Linked DNA regions of Zea mays: all the other regions are linked to region 1. A link is a contact called in public Hi-C data. All regions are on one chromosome and are shown on one strand. Each heading gives the region's core, a stretch centred on a gene start, on an enhancer-like site or on the middle of the called end of the contact. The rest is flanking DNA. Distances are from core to core; before and after follow the strand shown. Region 1 holds the start of LOC100278127. Region 2 holds the start of LOC100505456. Region 3 holds the start of LOC103641859 (cytokinin oxidase11).

What was found. A called contact is a pair of places that touch in the nucleus more often than the background predicts.
Region 2: a Hi-C map of bundle sheath shows a contact between it and region 1, with 4 times the contacts expected there. The contact joins the promoter of LOC100505456 here to the promoter of LOC100278127 in region 1. A contact is called at or near these places in 6 of 25 Hi-C or Micro-C datasets (bundle sheath, ear, endosperm and 3 more).
Region 3: a Hi-C map of tassel shows a contact between it and region 1, with 5 times the contacts expected there. The contact joins the promoter of LOC103641859 here to the promoter of LOC100278127 in region 1. A contact is called at or near these places in 3 of 25 Hi-C or Micro-C datasets (bundle sheath, ear and tassel).

The regions. Positions count from the first base shown.
Region 1 is chr10:133,609,649-133,613,511 of Zm-B73-REFERENCE-NAM-5.0, forward strand. LOC100278127 reads left to right here and starts at 1,850. Exons shown (of 3, transcript NM_001151505.2): 1 at 1,850-2,005.
Region 2 is chr10:134,440,948-134,444,810 of Zm-B73-REFERENCE-NAM-5.0, forward strand. LOC100505456 reads left to right here and starts at 1,997. Exons shown (of 6, transcript NM_001198539.2): 1 at 1,997-2,561; 2 at 3,636-3,799. The coding sequence starts at 2,090.
Region 3 is chr10:134,368,757-134,372,619 of Zm-B73-REFERENCE-NAM-5.0, forward strand. It overlaps LOC103641859 (cytokinin oxidase11), which reads left to right and starts at 1,987. Exons shown (of 5, transcript XM_008665170.2): 1 at 1,987-2,995; 2 at 3,183-3,310; 3 at 3,403-3,669; 4 at 3,805-3,863. The coding sequence starts at 2,395.

The sequences.
Region 1 (3,863 bases), core at 600-3,099:
ATGGTGTGTATCTTTGTTTTGCAGAGGAAGACGTTATTGCTAGCAGTGGCACGAACTCATGGACGAGCAATAGAGGTCAGAGCAGCTAACGATAGATATGTGGAGACGTAACGCTATCCCTAGGTCAGAGCACCTAACGATAAATATGTTGAGACGTAAGGCTATCCCATCAACTCCTCTATGACATCCTCTATTTCAAACTTCACTCTGTAAACAGTGTCATCTATAATACACATCTTCTATTTTACACGGTCCACCTTTGATAGAAGATGTCTCGTCGTGAAAGTCAGGAGTAGTTATGCAAAGAGCATTTTCTAAAAAAACATATTTGTCCTCTCCTAAAGTGCAAATCTCCTATCTTATTCATTTTTTTTGAAAAATGAAGAAAAATCAATGCCATATTTAAAAGTATATTATATGATAAACGATATTATAGTAAAAGTTAATAATAATAATTATTATTTTTAAAAACTGAGATGTTCAAACAAACTTTAGATTAAAAATCAAACAAATTATGAATTGAAATGGAGGAAGTTCCTCATATAACTAACTAGTTTATTAACAAACCAAAATACCTTATTAAGAAACATATGCATTACTCTTAGATGGTGTTTGGTTCAATGCATTACACTTAGGTGGTGTTTGGTTCACCGAAATGTAACACAAACGGATTACAAGGGTAATGAGACCGATACTATTGTTTGGTTGACCTCTTTCCAGTAGTACCAGGTACTACTATGCAATCTAATTACATCAAGTAACCATTACCGCCGGCAAGGGATCCCGTTACCATTTCGGTAACAACACGTGAATCGAAACAACACCTTAGAGCATCTCCAACGGTTCTCAATGGACACTCTCAAAACAATAATTTAGAGGCAAAGGTAAAAAGCACAGTCCAACAACTCCTAATATGTGCTCTAAATTTATTCGGTGCCTCAAAACCAGAGCCTCGTGGTACAGATTTAGAGTCGAGCCAGCGCCAACCCTATGATTGATTTTGTATTGGGACATTTTTAAGGAGCTGTTGGAGTTGGATATGTTTTTTGGGGGCATTTAGACTTTTGGGATGAGCCCAATATATAGACATTAGACATTGGATAATGGGTATAGATTATTAGGTGTTGGTGATGCTCTTAGGTGTTGTTTGGTTCACGAAATTTAACCTAAATGGCAGCGACAATGATTCACACTTTAGTACCAGCAGTAATAAGTTTGAATAAGCCGATATCAATTTCTAGTGTGGTATATAACTACAGTTAGACTTAAACAAACATGATTTAACATTATCAGTTAAACATCACGTTACAGATATATGAACCAAACAACACCTTAGAAGCTGTTTGATTCACATAATTGTAACATGATGGATAATAGATAACGTTAAAACATGTTTGTTTAAGTCCAACGTAATTAGATACTACACTAAAAATAGATACTTGACTATTCAAACTTGTTATCACTGTCACTTGAGTGCGAATCGTTATCATTGTCATTTACGTTACAGTTCCTGAAACAAATGACACTTTAGTTTTAGTCCGCTACTTTTATATCACTCTCACTCTCAGTTATAGGCTTCACCCGTATATTTTATTCTTTTCATCCAAATAGGAACACGCACAGTTTTTGGTGCCAATATATGTTTTTTTGTCTAATAATGACGAGTCCGCTTTAACAAGGAGTCAACCGAAGGCACCGTTAAACCAGGGGGCTCAAAGAAGATCTCGCTATGACGAGTCCGCTTTAACAAGTCGAACATAGGCAGGGCCCACCTGCAGCAGCATAGAGTCCGAACTCGATCCTTGGCCCGCCCACGCCTATATAAGGGACACCAGCGGACATGGACGGCTACGCACGCAGAGCGAACCCACGGCCACGGGGGGTCTGTAAAATCCGTAGGCGATTGAGCGAGCAAAAGAATCTGCCCTCTCCCCTTCCCTTTCTACAGGCGCTGTCCCGCAAGCGGCGCATCGCAGGAGGCGGTGAACTGGTGGCGAGGCGAGAGGTACACAGACACCCGGGCCCTGCCCTGTTCCGTTCCTCTTGCAGTCTTGCTTTATTTTCTTGTCCCCCTCTCTCTCTCTCTGGCTTAGCTTAGCGCGGCAGTACTAGCCTTTGCTTCAGTTTGGATCTTTCGGTAATAAAATTGCGGCGGCAATCACAGCTGCGGGGGAAAATAAAATTGGGTGATAAACGCGGGCACCCATTACGTATCCATATATATACTCATGCCATGTGTCTGTACACAATCATCATCTAATCTAACGGCGGACTCGTCGGTGAACTGCTGCTGTATGGATTAAAAGGGTTGAAACTTGAGCGGAGCCCGCATGATGGGAAATCGTTAGGGTAATAATAAGGGCCACCGCCCGTAACCGTAACAGTAAAGTAAAGGCAGGGTAGGAGGAGTAGAGCAAGGCACTGTTTGTTTTCTGGAGGGGATGTTAAACTATCGAGCTGCTGCTTCGGATGCATCGGCCGGGGTTTCGAGTAAATTGGAGAAAGAAGCGACTTTTTTCTCCCTTTCAGTCTGGGGGTTCGAGCTTCTCGCCGCTGTGAAGACACAAGGGTGGTTATCTCATCTTATCGCCGTCGTTGGCTAAATTCCCTTCACATCTACAGTGTTTTCTTGTCTGGGGGGTGAGACGAGGGATCGTCGGATTTGAGTTGAGTCGGAGCTCACTGGGATTGGGATTGGTAATGCAGGGGATCTGGTATCGCTCCGTCTTCTGCTGGGAGCGGTTCGTTCGGATCGCATGCGCCTCTGGTGTTGATCGGCATGACCTTTGAGAACTTTATTTTGCCTTCCGCCGTTCCTCTCGTCCTGCTCCGGTTGCCTGTTGGTTTATTCCCTAGGCGACGGAATGCTGCACCTTCTTCGGGTTTGCTTTCCTGTTCGGAAGAAACCCCAAAGCTCCCTTCACTTCTTGGGTTGAAACGGAGGGCCCCAGACGGATGCCTTCGCTCTAGAAATAAATAAATAAATATATCCCGGACAGAGAAGTACACCTGCTCTTATTAGTTTCCTCCTCGGATCAACTAACGGGTTTCGTTTTGCCTCTGCAAGTTGATGGATGAGAGGAGAGACACCTGTCCCTCCCCTCTTTCCCTTGTCCGGTCCGGTTCCTCATGTGCCCCCATTCCTAACCCAATCACCCTTCAGTTCAGTCAAGTCTTCATAGGTGTGATTTGTGAAATCCATCTGAGAAGTCCATGTCCATCTGAAAACTCTATGAGCTGTTCCGGAAGCTGTTTCAGTCAGCTGTTGTCACAATGTACTATGTGTGCCCCCACTTCTTTCCAAACTGGAACAGGAGAGCAGCCCAGGAAAATGGAATTAAAATGCAAAGTAGGGCCCCCCCACACGGCCACACCAATGGGCATGCATCGATCTAGAATTTTCTTGGAAGGCACTTGGAGGCGGACAGGAGAGGAAAACAAAGCTTGACTGGTTGACTTGATCATTTATATGCCGTTGAGCCAAATTTGAGGTCAAAACAGAGGCATACATAACTAGGTTTCTCGGGTTCAAGAAGACAATTTTACACTAAAAAAAGCCGAAATCTTTGACAACTTTCTCTTGAGAAAACAGGTCCTATCTGCGACATGGGATATCTATCTAGTGTCAAGGCATTGTTTGTTTCTCCATGTGCGTCGTAGCACAGCTGCAAACAGAACTACCCGTCTGGTTGTTTAGTTAGTTAGCTTCACGCTGGAATTTATCCCAGAAGCATCTAAGTATGGCGTGACATTTGCGAGTTTAACTTAATCAGGACAGCGAGTTTTAAGTATTATTCTTTATTTTGTTGGCAAAAGGAAGCGGTGCAGTTGAAATCCGCTGGATAATGCTTTCGAAGAGGGTT
Region 2 (3,863 bases), core at 747-3,246, 830 kb after region 1:
AATTAAGAGCTAAAATTACTAGTATTTTAAAATGGAGGGAGTATATTTTTTCTTCTAAAACTGCCATGCTGCACCTTGGATCCCGATATATCGAATTTATGACCCGTGCATATAAAGTTCTTGCGTCCAACAATATTACATACAAAGCATGAGTATTTGTAATACAAGAAGCATGACCACATTTTTACTACAATTATATAATATTAAGCTCTAGAGAGTATCTTTGTCCTTTTTTGTGTATGTGTTGTTTCAATTTTTTTTGTTTTTCCATCTAGCATTTTCTTGGGATGGGAACCTCGAGAAGGTTGTGTTGCCACTTCAAATAATCATGTTTGATATGTCATATGATCTAGCATACTAGCGAACAAGCAAGAGCTTGGTCGGACCAAAGATGACGACTCAGGTTCTAGGCTTCTAGCCCTATGGCTATTAATTGTTATCTCTATCGTCTCAACTATATATTTAATCTCTATATCTATTTAATATTAAAGAACAAAGCATTGTGTTTTCAACCCATTTTTTTTATCTTTTTCATAACACACTCGTGACCATGTGCCTGTCGCTTTTTCTGACCTCGCTACAATGTACATGGCTAATGGGTATTTGGTTCTCATCTTCTAAACTTTAGTGACTAAAACTTAATTACTTTTAGTCTCTAAACTAGCAAACAGTATGACTAAAATTTTGGCTATGTTTAGTTACATGTGTTTCCATTTTCAAATCCTAGACTCGAAATTAGCCAGCAATAGGAATTGGTAAGCCCTACTTGCCTATAACAAGCAAGAGGCCACTGGCCACCAAGCAATGGTGACCGGTGAGGCAGGGCCTAAGCGAATGTGGCATCCCTCATAACAGAAGTTGCTACCGTTGCGTGCCCTGAAACGACAGGGTAAGTCCACTTGGGGTTTTTGGAAACATTGTTTGGACGATACAATATTGTAAGTTAAGTTTTCCATACTCACAAAATACCATGATACATATCTAGAATATTATGATTTTGAGAACATAGTTTTTAGAAATGCAACGAAACACATTATGACGTAGAATACTCTGGTATTTCTATAAGGGACGGATAAAGGATCCGGTCACGTCCCGAGGTGATGTATTAGATTAGATATAATATTTTTCAATACATCTTAATCTAAAAACAATAAATATTAATGGAGGTATATAGATCACGTCCCGACCCACGGAGTGAGTGGCCCGAATCTGTGTCCGTCCCTGTTTCTATAAACCATGATATTAACTAGAGCCTATAAAAAAAGAAACGGAGCGACAAATAAAAAGAAACGGAAGGAGTACTTTAGTTCCACAAGGGCCCTAAACCACCAGCCCGGTCTTTCTCAGGTCTCAGCGAATCGAGTCTGTAGAAGCTATTCAGAATCAAATCAATGGTGAACAGTTGAACGGGAATACGGGATAGACCGCCAGCGATCAGTAGACGCATTACGCGCGAGACTTGAAATATGATGGACGCCGCCCATGTCTCGTCATACTCATACGGTCATACCGAGTTCTCCCCCGTGTCTCACTCTATGCACAGGTACTTCACAATGGCCAACGTCAGGTAGGCAGACACTTCGATCAGACATTCTGACTCCACGAAAGTTGGCACAAAACATCCAACAAACTGATGAAGATAATTGGAAGTAGGAGCAATACTCTACCTCTACGTCTACAATGCCATCTCACCAATCAACAGAGACAGAGGGAAAAAATCATTCATCACTGTCACTACCCAACCGTTTCGAGAGAGAGAGAGAAAGAAACATTGTTTTACGCAAATAACCGCGGTCAGCGGGTCAACGCCATGCATGTGAACCAGCCTGCATCACACTACCCGACGCCATCTCTGTCCTCCGATTCAAAACGAACGGCCCCAGTGTGTGGACCTCACACCCGCACGCACGCGCAGGAACCATCCCAAATTCCTAACCCAACCTCATCCACGATAAATACTGGCACCACCTCGAAGGCCCGCGCACCAGTCAGTCCACACAGCCTACGGCCTGCTCTGGCTCTGCCTGTAGAGGGCTAGAGCTACAAGCTACAACTCTGAAAGTCTGAACAGTGCGCCGCCCAACCAGAGATGGCGCCGCATACCACCGCAGCCGCCGGCGGCGGCGGCGGCGAGGAGGCGCTGGAGGAGGCCAGCACTCTCCGGCACCGCCACAGCGCTGCCAAGGACGGCGGCGAGGAGGGCCAGGCCAACAACGGGGTCGCCGCCGCCGCCGACGACGACGGGGAGGGGAACGCGCTGTCGGTGGAGCGCGCGTTCGCGGACCAGGCGGTTCCGTCGTGGCGGGAGCAGCTGACGGTGCGCGCCTTCGTGGTCAGCTTCTTCCTGGCCATCATGTTCAGCGTCATCGTGATGAAGCTCAACCTCACCACGGGGATCATCCCCTCGCTCAACGTCTCCGCGGGGCTCCTCGGCTTCTTCTTCGTACGCCTCTGGACCGCCGCCATCGAGAGGGTTGGCCTCCTCAGGCAGCCCTTCACGCGCCAGGAGAACACCGTCATCCAGACCTGCGTCGTCGCAGCCTACGACATCGCCTTCAGCGGTATGCTACCTCCTCCTCTTCTTCTTCTGCTTGGACTCGAGATAATTAACGTCTGGTACACAGATTTGTGATTCTGTATGAGCACCCCCCCCCCCCCCCCCCCCCCCCCCCTTTGAGGGGATACTGTATGACCACTTTGTAAATGGTTTGCAGTGAGATTTCTTTATATCCTAGCATACGAGTAGAGTAGGAAGCATGGCGTCACGAACATGGCGAACAATTTAGTATTGGGGTCAACTTCGATAGGAAAAATCTCGCAGCCAGTTACCACAAAAAAGAAGAAGATGTTTTTAGCATGTTGATGATTATATAACACGTTATCAAGATGGTACACGCAAGCCAAGATCTAACTCGAAGCACGTCTGAATTCAGACAACCTCGAGCTGAAATACACGACCTAGCATCCAGAACGGCGAGACTCCGAGTGATCTTAATTATTTTAATGCCATGGGATGGGATGGGATGTATCCCACGGATGTGACGTTGCTACATGTATTTCAAGCGCACCTGACTCTTTTTTTTGTTGATGTTTAAGCAACATGCAGGTTTTGTTATTGTTTGGCTACAGTTTTTTTTTTAAAAAAAAATTGACTCTTTTGAGTTGTTCTTTTAACTGGACTAGTTCATTGTAAAGCAAGGCTAACTACAATCGACCATCGTGTTGCTTTCTGCCTAATTAGCATGTCTGGGGACATATTTAATATATTATGCGGTTGCACAACTAATTTCTTGTTGCGAATGATGTGCTACAACTCCCTCAATTAATTTTGGTGCAGGTCTCCTGACCAAGTTGTGCAGGGTGTTCTGCACTGTTTTTTTTTTTTTGCCCGGTTTCTCTTATAAATTGGGTTTCGCTTCATTCTATTAATACCACAGCAAATCTTTTGCCTTCTGCTTGAGAAAAAAAAAATAAAGCAACATTGTTTGTTACTTATTGATGCTATGTTTTTCTTCATTTTCTCCCTTCTATATTTTTATCAAGGGGAGGCAGGAGCAATGTCACCGTCTCCCTCCCATCGTCTCTTTGTGAAAAGAGATGTGCTAAATTGTGTACTAATCCATTCTGATTGACAGGTGGGTTTGGTACATACTTGTTTGGCATGAGCGAAACCATCGCCAAGCAAGCAACAGAGGCTGACAATCCTCAGAATGTCAAAAACCCTCACATCGGATGGATGATAGGGTTTCTCTTCCTTGTCAGTTTCATTGGCCTATTTGCTCTTGTGCCTCTGAGAAAGGTAAACGTTTCGATTCGTCTCTGTGCTGCCTAATATTCTTGTAGCGTCGCTGTACAGCATAGAC
Region 3 (3,863 bases), core at 737-3,236, 760 kb after region 1:
GCGCCGCCGCGGCGGTAGCGGGCGCTGGCGACATGGGCATCTGCTGCTGCATAGCCGCTGGCTGCCGGAGCGGGTGGGTGGCGTGCCTTGCTTTCCTCGCCTGCTGTTGGATGTCTCTGGAGTTTGGTGGAAGAGGAGTTGCGGTACTGCCGGGAGCCGAAGCGACTTGTTCTGTTGGATGTCACTGGGAGGTGGTGTCGAGGGCGCGGCGGCGAAAATGGCGGAGGCGGAAGAGGCGCGATGCGAAAATATTGCGTTTGTGGGCGGACAGGGTAGGGAGGCGGGGGCAGTCTACACTCCTCTCTTAATAGTTAATAGAGATTTAGAGCGATTTAATTATGTATAATATAGATTTTACATGCATTTTAATAATTATCTACTAAATATTTGCTACGAGAAATAAAAGCAGAAAAATAAACACCAAAATTATTGCATGAGCATAACACGTCAGGTGTAAAAAGTATTTCTGTATTTAAACATGTACTTTTCTACTAATTATTTACTGCTGGAAATAATTAATTAAAGTGGAATCTGAAACATAAAATGTTTTATTCTTTCCGTTTATTTTCTGGTAGTTTAATCGTGTGCGCTTAGAAAAATACACCAAAACGCGTTTGTTGAACGCATGCAATCACATAGGCCATCCAATTGCAAAACGCTTCTGAACGCATGCAAGCATGCCCGCACGACCCTTTCTTTTCTTTTTTTGGTTTGACTCCTCTTTTTATGTGCCGCTTTGACCAGAAGCTTAACAGCCTCTCCTCTTTCGCTATTGCAACGGATCAAGCTGCAAGGGCCAGTACGGAGCGCGAAGCGGGTCTGGTACGCGATGGTGGGAAACGCATCGGCCAGGCAGAACGGGTTCCTCTAGCAGACGTGCGCGACTTCTGGCGCGTGGGCATGAACGACCACGACACAGGCACATCATCCGACGTGGGCTAGCTGGCACGTGCGTAGAAGCACATCGGCGATGGTAGTTTATCGTGCATGGATCACAGTCCGTATCAAGAACATTAAACATACCGATCTATTTCGTAGAGGAAAAATCGAAGTCTCTCGCGTAGGAGAGTTCGGCTAGGCCGGGGACCTGTCGACTTGACAGAGAGTTGATGCAGATCTGATCTCGCCGCAGCAACGTCGAGGTAGAGAGTGCTGATAACGTGTTGAGAACTACGTTACCACGGATCACCAGATCCGCTCCCTTCCCTCCCGTCAGCAGTAGAGGCGCAAGAAGCTGTAGAGAACCCGTCTCCCTTCCCATAAGCACGACAGTGGAAACACACGAGACACATGATATAGGGTTGGGCCTCTGGCCTCTTTCTGATCTCTATCCCATGTGAGGGGGTACATGTTCTATATATAGAGACGTGATCGCCCTCAGGGGCATATTCGGTATTTGCCCACATAACCCTTCATTAGGGTTTCTCAACAGCTACCATGAGCGAAGAAGAGACTAGTCTAGTTCTGGTCTCCGCGGAAATTAAGGGTGCGTTTGATTGAGGAGTCAACTGGAATGGAGCGGCTCCATTTCCGTTTCTAGAAATTGAGCCATTTTATTCTGTGTTTGGTGAGCAGAACGGAACCGCTCCATTTTTTGTTTGGTTCAAGGGTTGAATAGAGTGGAACCGCTACGTTCGTTGTTTGGTTGGAGAGCCATATGAGTGTGAAGTAGAATAGAGGGAGGAGAGCGCTCACGTCCGCGAGAGCACTCGCATTCCGTCGTTTTGGTGGAGCGAGAGCATTTAAATATTTGTCATATATATATTCCAAGAGTCACTCTGCTCTCCTCTGTTGGAAACCAAATATGAAAAAAATAAGAATAGAGTCGTTCCATTCCTCTCTGCTCCTCAACCAAATGTACCCTAAAAACACGGTGTATGAAATTTAGCTGTTTACTTATTCAAATATTCAATACTACTATTCCAGTAGCGTGCAGGAGGCGGAGCATCAGCATCAGTGTATCTAATGATTATTCCATGGCACTCGTCCAATATAGACATGTTTCTTGTTTAGTATATCCCCAGATCAGCGATCACCACGGAATTGCGAAGCCAAGTAAAACGCGGGCCCGCGTACTCCGACCCCGGTTTCCATTAGATTCTTGGGGCCCGGCCTCGGCAGCGACGACACCGGTCACCGGCTATGTGTAAATAAACGCACTCCTCGGCGAGCTTCATGTCTTTGCCCCGTCACGCCTCTTATCTCCGTTGCTTCTCCCTCCCTGTTCCATCCGTCCACAGTTCTTGTGGGAACCCAGGGATCGATCTTGACTGGGACGTCGCCACCTTATTCTCCCGTACGTCTAGCTTGGTCCCGACCACCGGCAAGCGGCAACCAAATGCGCATACTGCCCCTGTGAACTCTCCAACTCCAAGCTACTGCTAGCCTAGCCACATGGAGCTGAACAAGGTGCTGTACATGTACGCTGCCACCGTGGCGCTACTGCTCTGCTCCTCGGCGAACTTCATACAGAGCCCCTCCGACGTGCTGGGCTCCGTGGCGCTCCAGGATCCGACGCCCTCCGCGGCGCACGACTTCGGCGCCGTGGTCTCCGATGCGCCCGTCGCGGTGATGCAGCCCGGGTCCCCCGCCGACATCGCGCGGCTCCTGAGCGCGCTGTCCTCCGCGGGGCCGGACCGCCGCCCGAAGGCGGCCGTGGCGGCGCGTGGCGCGGGGCACTCGCTGCACGGGCAGGCCCAGGCGCGCGGCGGCATTGTGGTGGAGACGCGCGCCCTGCCGCGCCTCGTGGAGGTGGTGCGGCGCGGGGACGGGGACGGGGACGGGGACGGCGGCGCGGCGTACGCGGACGTGGGCGCCGGCGCGCTGTGGGTGGAGGTGCTGGAGGAGTGCCTGAGGGCCGGGCTGGCGCCGCGGTCGTGGACGGACTACCTGTACCTGACCGTGGGCGGGACGCTGTCGAACGGCGGCATCAGCGGGCAGGCGTTCAAGCACGGCCCGCAGATCAGCAACGTGCTGCAGCTGGAGGTGGTCACAGGTACCTACGCTATGCCGGACGTATACGCACTTGCGCACGGCCTCGCTGCTCGCGTACGTGTGCACCATCTGCCACCCGCCTGATTGGTCTCTTTTCTAGCTTTCTTTGGTGGAAGAAGAAAGAAACTAAGAAAGCTTCCTTTGTTCCTTTTCTGTTGTTTATGTGTTGTTTGTCCCGTCGGTTGCAGGCACAGGGGAGGTGGTGACATGCTCGCCCACCCAGAGCCCGGAGCTTTTCTTCGCCGTTCTTGGTGGGCTCGGCCAGTTCGGTATCATAACCAGGGCAAGGATCCCGCTGCAACTTGCTCCGCCCAAGGTACACTACACACACATGCATGCACACGCCTTCTACGACAGCTTGGTCGCGATAATTAGTTCATTCCCTCTGGTCGCGGTACTGATCACTAGGTGAGATGGGTGAGGGCCTTCTACGACAGCTTCGAGACCTTCACCAAGGACCAGGAGCTGCTGGTCTCAATGCCGGAGCTGGTGGACTACGTGGAGGGGTTCGTGGTCCTGAACGAGCAGTCCCTCCGCAGCTCCTCCGTCGCCTTCCCCGCCCAGGTCGACTTCAGCCCGGACTTCGCCTCCGGCGCCGGCAGCAACAAGGTCCACTACTACTGCATCGAGTTCGCAGTGCATGAATTCCAACAGCAAGACTCCGCCGCTGATCACGTCAGTCTCTCAACAGCTACATACCACTCCTACCAGCAACAGCAACCAGTCGCGTTAGCGTCGTCAACAGTAAACCGCGCGAAGGGCCATTGTTGACGACCGGCGGGCTTGTGGCCTCCGAATTTTCCTCTGCAGGTTGTGGACCTGGTCTCGGGGCAGCTGAGCTATCTGAGGCCCCACGCGTACAGCGTGCA